Regions from separate parts of the Mus musculus genome. Here region 2 is linked to region 1. A link is a contact called in public Hi-C data. All regions are on one chromosome and are shown on one strand. Each heading gives the region's core, a stretch centred on a gene start, on an enhancer-like site or on the middle of the called end of the contact. The rest is flanking DNA. Distances are from core to core; before and after follow the strand shown. Region 1 overlaps Zfp462 (zinc finger protein 462). Region 2 overlaps Gm34231 (a long non-coding RNA gene).

Evidence for each region. Hi-C and Micro-C count contacts between places; a contact is called where the count stands out from the background.
Region 2: a contact with region 1 is called in a Hi-C map of the N1E-115 cell line, with 3 times the contacts expected there. The contact joins two enhancer-like sites. A contact is called at or near these places in 1 of 39 promoter capture datasets (the C10 cell line), 10 of 484 Hi-C or Micro-C datasets (the MC3T3-E1 cell line, the N1E-115 cell line, cerebral cortex and 6 more) and 1 of 115 datasets of contacts at active chromatin or transcription factors (embryonic stem cells).

Annotation. Positions count from the first base shown.
Region 1 is chr4:55,075,947-55,078,646 of GRCm38.p6, reverse strand. All of the region lies in intron 11 of Zfp462 (zinc finger protein 462), which reads right to left. Among named protein-coding and RNA genes, the nearest start is that of Gm42289, 8.1 kb to the right of the region's middle. Within about 2 kb of position 1,431, at least 54 of the 459 cell types and tissues checked have an H3K27ac peak or open chromatin away from gene starts, as enhancers often do. A contact at or near this core is called in the N1E-115 cell line, where this site is marked.
Region 2 is chr4:55,214,973-55,217,672 of GRCm38.p6, reverse strand. The region is part of intron 1 of Gm34231 (a long non-coding RNA gene); the gene reads right to left. Among named protein-coding and RNA genes, the nearest start is that of Gm34231, 8.4 kb to the right of the region's middle. Within about 2 kb of position 1,307, at least 11 of the 459 cell types and tissues checked have an H3K27ac peak or open chromatin away from gene starts, as enhancers often do. A contact at or near this core is called in the N1E-115 cell line, where this site is marked.

The sequences.
Region 1 (2,700 bases), core at 182-2,681:
ATGTCTGGGACATTGAGATGTCTCAGTAGATTAATGTTGCCTGCTCCCAGGCTCCATGACCGGAGTTTGATCCCTGGAGCCCACATAGTGGGAGACAAAAACCACCAACTCCTGCAAATTGTGCTTGGACCTCCACGTGTACAACTCTCTCACACATACGATAAATAAACACATGTAATAATAACTAATGATAAGAAAAGCAAGCATGTCCCCAGCCACTGACAGATCCTGGCCAACCGCCCAGTATTTATTTCTCAACCGGTGATATTCACAAGTACTGGGATACGCAGACATTTCTGAATGGGTCTGGTGTACACAGCAAATATTGGTCTAGCTGTTTTCTTCACTCCTGTGATGCTGCCACATGTGAGGGGCCTTATACACATGGATTGGCTAGCGAATTGTTTATAAGCCACACCTCCTGGCAAGCTCAAAGATGAGGGTTTACGTGGCCTTTGTGCTGTCCTTAGTCCTAAGCCCAGATGTCTTTCATTAGCCCACTGAGGGCCAAGTCTTCACACGGATAGTAAGTAGCAGACTACACAGTTCTGAAAAAAGGGTGGAGCTTGGGGAAACGTGATCATTTTCATCTCTGATTACCGTGGGCCCCTCAGCAGATTAGACGTCACAGGAAGACAACTTCTGATTGAAATGCCCCATATTTCATGAAATCTTCCAGACATTAGCTAGGACTCTGGGATGCCTTCATCCACTTCACAAGAAAGCTACGTGAACAGGGCCAGTTCTCACAAAAGACAAGGCATTCTCTCACAAATTAAGAAGATCACCACACAAGCCATTAAAAATAATTGCACAGACTATCTTCCTTGATTCTTTTCACTGGAAATGACACAGCGCCATCTGGTCTGCGCATTAATTCCTTAGCAGGGATTATCTTGGGCAAGAAATCAACAGAATGCCTTCCTGACTCCTCCTAGTTGCATAATGAGAGGGGGCAGGGTGGGCGGCGTTCTGCTTGGGTTCCTTTCAATTTCTTCGTGCGTGCGTGGCTTCTCTCTGAAATTCCCAGGCTGATCTTGCTGTGTGTCTATTCTGAGTACAGTCCTCAGCTCTCATGTCTGGGAAGGAACTGGGGAACAGGAAGGCCATGAACTCCCCAACCAAAGGTGTCTATATGAACGTCCAAATGATTCACAAGGAGAATGGAGCTGGTACTTGATCCTCTGCCCTCAGGAAACATGAAGCCGGTCATCTATTGTCTCCAAGGGCACATGCTAAGCTTCATCCTCACAGAAGAAGCCAGTCTACCTGTCACATCTCAAATCACTCTCCCTCAGCCTGAGAGCTGAGCTAATAGCCCCTCGTGCACTCTGCCAGAAGCCAGGATGTCTGGCAAAAACACCCCAGGCTATTGTTGGCCCTGTCTTCTTGGCAACAATCTACTGAGGTGGTGGAAGATTGATTCTAGGTTGTTTCCAAAGAGAAGGAGATAGGACAAAGGGAACCGTTCTTGCAAGGATGTGTGACAGGGAAGGGACAGTTTCAGCTTGCAATTCCCAAGGTACTCAAGTCAGTCCCTCATACACAACTTGTCTACCCAAGGAGGAGTTTTTCTTCTTTTGTTTAGGTCTCTGGATGTAGACATGACACTTTCAGAGGGAAGTAGAAGCCAGGCTGTTCGCCCTAATTCCATCTCGTGTGAAGCCGAAAGCCCAGTGGATAGACTGAGATCAAGCTGGACAAGCAGGAAGATGTGCTTGCTACCTCACATATTTCAGACGCGGTGTTTTCTCATGGCCTAAGCTTGTTTTATTTGTTTTGGGGGAGAGCATTGGGAAATGGAGGGCTCTGGAATGCTGATGGCTTCAGAAATAGCCTAGGCGTAGCCTTAGACATGAAGAAAGTCAAAATATCCAAGAAGGAATCTTTTATCTCATCAAGAGGGACAAGCAGAGCCCGAGTACCAGGAAGAAAAAGAAGCTTTTGTAGACTCACTCAGAAGCATCCTGTCTCCCTCTCCCTGAGGACAGCCAAAACAGTGAAGAGATGTTAAGGATTTGTTGTGAAGAACATATTTGTTAAAAGGTTAAAAAAAAAAGAAGGAAAGAAGGAAGGAAGGAAGGAAGGAAGGAAGGAAGGAAGGAAGGAAGGAAGGAAGGAAGGAAGGAAGGAAGGAAGGAAAAGAAATAAGGCATACTTCTGAGATCACAAGCATTTCCCTTATAAGAAATGGCCCTGAGTCAACCTACAGGAGAGGCTTTTGTTTTATGCAGTCTTGCAGGTTGACCACAGCAAGCAGCTTTTGACAAGTTAGCACGTTTTGGCTGTAAGCCTTGGCTCTCTATGTTAGTTGGAGATTGAAGGACCCAACTAGATCCCTTGATTATCACAGTGGGAGGGTAGGGACAAAAAAAACCACAGAAGAAAATGGCCTCAGGAAGACCTGCTCAGGTCTGCTAGATATTCTGCCATGGGGCCTTAGTCTAGCCCAAGGGCTAGTGCATTTCATGACTAGCGTCTCTTTAAAAAAAGAACACGTTAGCACTCTAAGGGGTTGAAGATGTGTGTAGTGTTAAGAGATCTGCTCTGGAACAACAAGACTGAGATTTACCCTTCAGTGGGTTTATTATCTATCTTCTTACCTTACTTTAGATAGGTTTTAAGTTTGTCAGAACTCTTATTTATTAGGTCCATGTCTTGGATGCCATGCCATTTAATTAATGTTTTTGGCACTCTTAA
Region 2 (2,700 bases), core at 58-2,557, 140 kb before region 1:
TTAAGGGAATATTTTCTCCATGGAATAAAACAAGCTTAAGTTAAGATTGTTGAGACCAGAGCCAAGATGTGGAGTTAGATTGTTAGAATATGCAATTGCCTTGCTCTAAGATGGCCTCCAAAGGGATGCTCTTAATCATGGGGCCAGAACTCTTTAGGCCTGGGAACTGTTTCCTAGAGGGGTACAGCCTCTACTCCTTCTCTTTGCTATGGATTTATCTCCTATTCAGTCCAAAATTCTGTTCGGTATCATTAGGTCTGTCTGTCTGTCTGTCTATTTTGACAGCGTCTTACTATCTAGCTCTGGATCACTATGTAAACCAGGCGAGTGACCTGCCTGCTTCTGCCTCCCAAGTGCTGGCATTAAGTGTACCACTATGCTCCGTGCTTTGTTGTTTTGTTTGTTTTTGAGATAGGGTCTCACTATGTAGCTTACGTTGGTTGTGAACTCTGTCCTCTTGCTTAAGCTTCCTGAATACTAGGATTAAAGATATGAGCCACCATACCTGGTGCTTTCTTGACTGTTTAGAGCAGTGGTAGTGGGTCTCATCCTTTCTCAACCTGTGACCCTTACAGTTCTTCATGTTATGGTGATCCCCTAACCAAAAATTTACTTTTGTTGCTACTTCATAACTGTAATTTTGCTACTGTTATGAATTACAATGTAAATTTTTGTCTTTTAAGATGGTCTTAGGTGACCCCTATGAAAGAATCATTTGACCCCCAAAGGGGTTGCGACCCACAGGTTGAGAGCTGTGGTTTAGGGGGACTTTGCTTTATCTGGCAGTTTTAACCATGCCCAGAGGGTGACCTCAGTCCCTCATTTTAAATTGTCTTCCTCGTCCTCTTACTTCCAAATATGAACTATGTAACTGTACTCATTTGACAGACAAGATTTCAGATCCAACATTAGCCTAGCATCCTTTACTCCCTCCTGTATCAGCACCACCCAGAAGGTGTTCCTCTGGGACATCTGATTGCAGGTTGCACTTATTGTAAGTATCCTTAGGCTATGGTATGGCCTGGTGTCTTCAAGTGAGATCTGCTGGTACCCACAGGGGCTACCTGGCTCTTTGGGGTTTTTTGTTTTGTTTTGTTCCTTAGTAGTAGAGCAGAGCAGCTTCGGAGATGACTCCTTTCTTTCCTTTGCCACAGCAACAGCTGGTGGCCTTCCATCTTGCAATCTTTCTTCTCTTGGCTCTGGGATCTTTGCGATTCAGTCACTCTTCCCTTTTACACACCAACACTTCTTGTTCATGACCCTGAATGCACTTATAATCCTCTCCTGAGTCCACACTCGCAAGGGCCTCATCTCTAATCCGTCGTCAGCTTTCTCTGTCCTCTGCCTCCCTCCTGTCCTCTTGCCCTGAGCCTGTCTTCCTCTCTCAACAGAGGCCATTTCTCCAAACACGCCAGCTTGGCTGGAATCCCCTTCCTGCCTATACAAGCCGAACCTCCCTTCTTGCTGTCTGTTATTTACCTCTTTATCTGGGAGCACATCCCACTTATTATTAAATTTCATTTAGGCAGACCTCAGGCCCCTGTGTGTGATTGCCTGGCTTTCAGCTGGTTGGCTCTCTTTTTTCTGCCCCCAATTGCAAGCAGACGTTAGTAATCAACACAGGGCTTCTCTGATAATCAAATTAGACAAGTGGGACTCAGCCTTTATTTTCTTCTTAATCACTGGGCGTGATAGTAATAATGTCAGCTCGAATAATCTGGCAGCACAAACCTCTCTGTGTTATTTATTTATTTTTTTCCAGATTGACTTCAGTGTTGTCTCATAGCCAGAGAATGCAAACCATGCCCTCACCCAGGATGCGCTTAGAGTCTTGATTGTGAACCATATTGATGCTTCAGAGTTCCTGTGAAGTTCGTAATTGATAGGGAGTATCCTGAAGCAGGGAAATTTTTTTCTGTCCTTAACCCTAGCTGGCAATAAGCTCGTGCCTCACCAGTAGAGTCTGGATAGCCCTTGACATTTTTCTCCTCCTTTCGGAGGGAGACTGCAGCTGCTGCAGCTGCTGCAGCTGCTGCTCCACCCTTCACCAGAGGTTGGGAGAGCAGGGGCTAGAGTGAAAAGAGAGCCAGCTGTCACTACCTCCAATTCCTCAGGTGGCCTTGGCCAAGTCAACTTTCCTCAGTTGTAGAAGAGAGGCTCTGACCTCCAGCTCTCTCCGCTGCAGTGTGGAGAGATGAGCCGTTTCTGGGATCCTTGAAGGCACTTAACATAAGGATGCTACACAAACAGTGAGGAATACACAGAAGTGTGGTTATAGACACACAGAGAAATTAACACAGGGAGCCTTGAAGAGGGAATGGGACCCCTCTGACCTTTCTGTGGTAGCAGAGGGCTCCGGCTTGCTGATGCGAAAGTAAAGCCATATTGTGAGGGAACGGAAGGCCCCAGAAGAGCACATCTCCACTGAAGTGGCTGGAAAAGGATCATGAGTGCCAGAAACCAAGACTGAAGCTGCGTGTGCTCAGGGCTCTCCACTAGATTGATAGATTCCTGCTGCTATGGTAGTGTAAACATTACCCCAGGACTTTTGGTTGGGGAGGAAAATATTTGTGACTTGCTGTTGACTTTAGATAGGTTGTTAGATCTAAATCTCATTTGCTTCGTTCTGGAATACAAAGATGCTGTCCAAGCACCTGGGTGGCTGAGACAAGAGGACCATGATTCTAGGCTAGCCTGAGC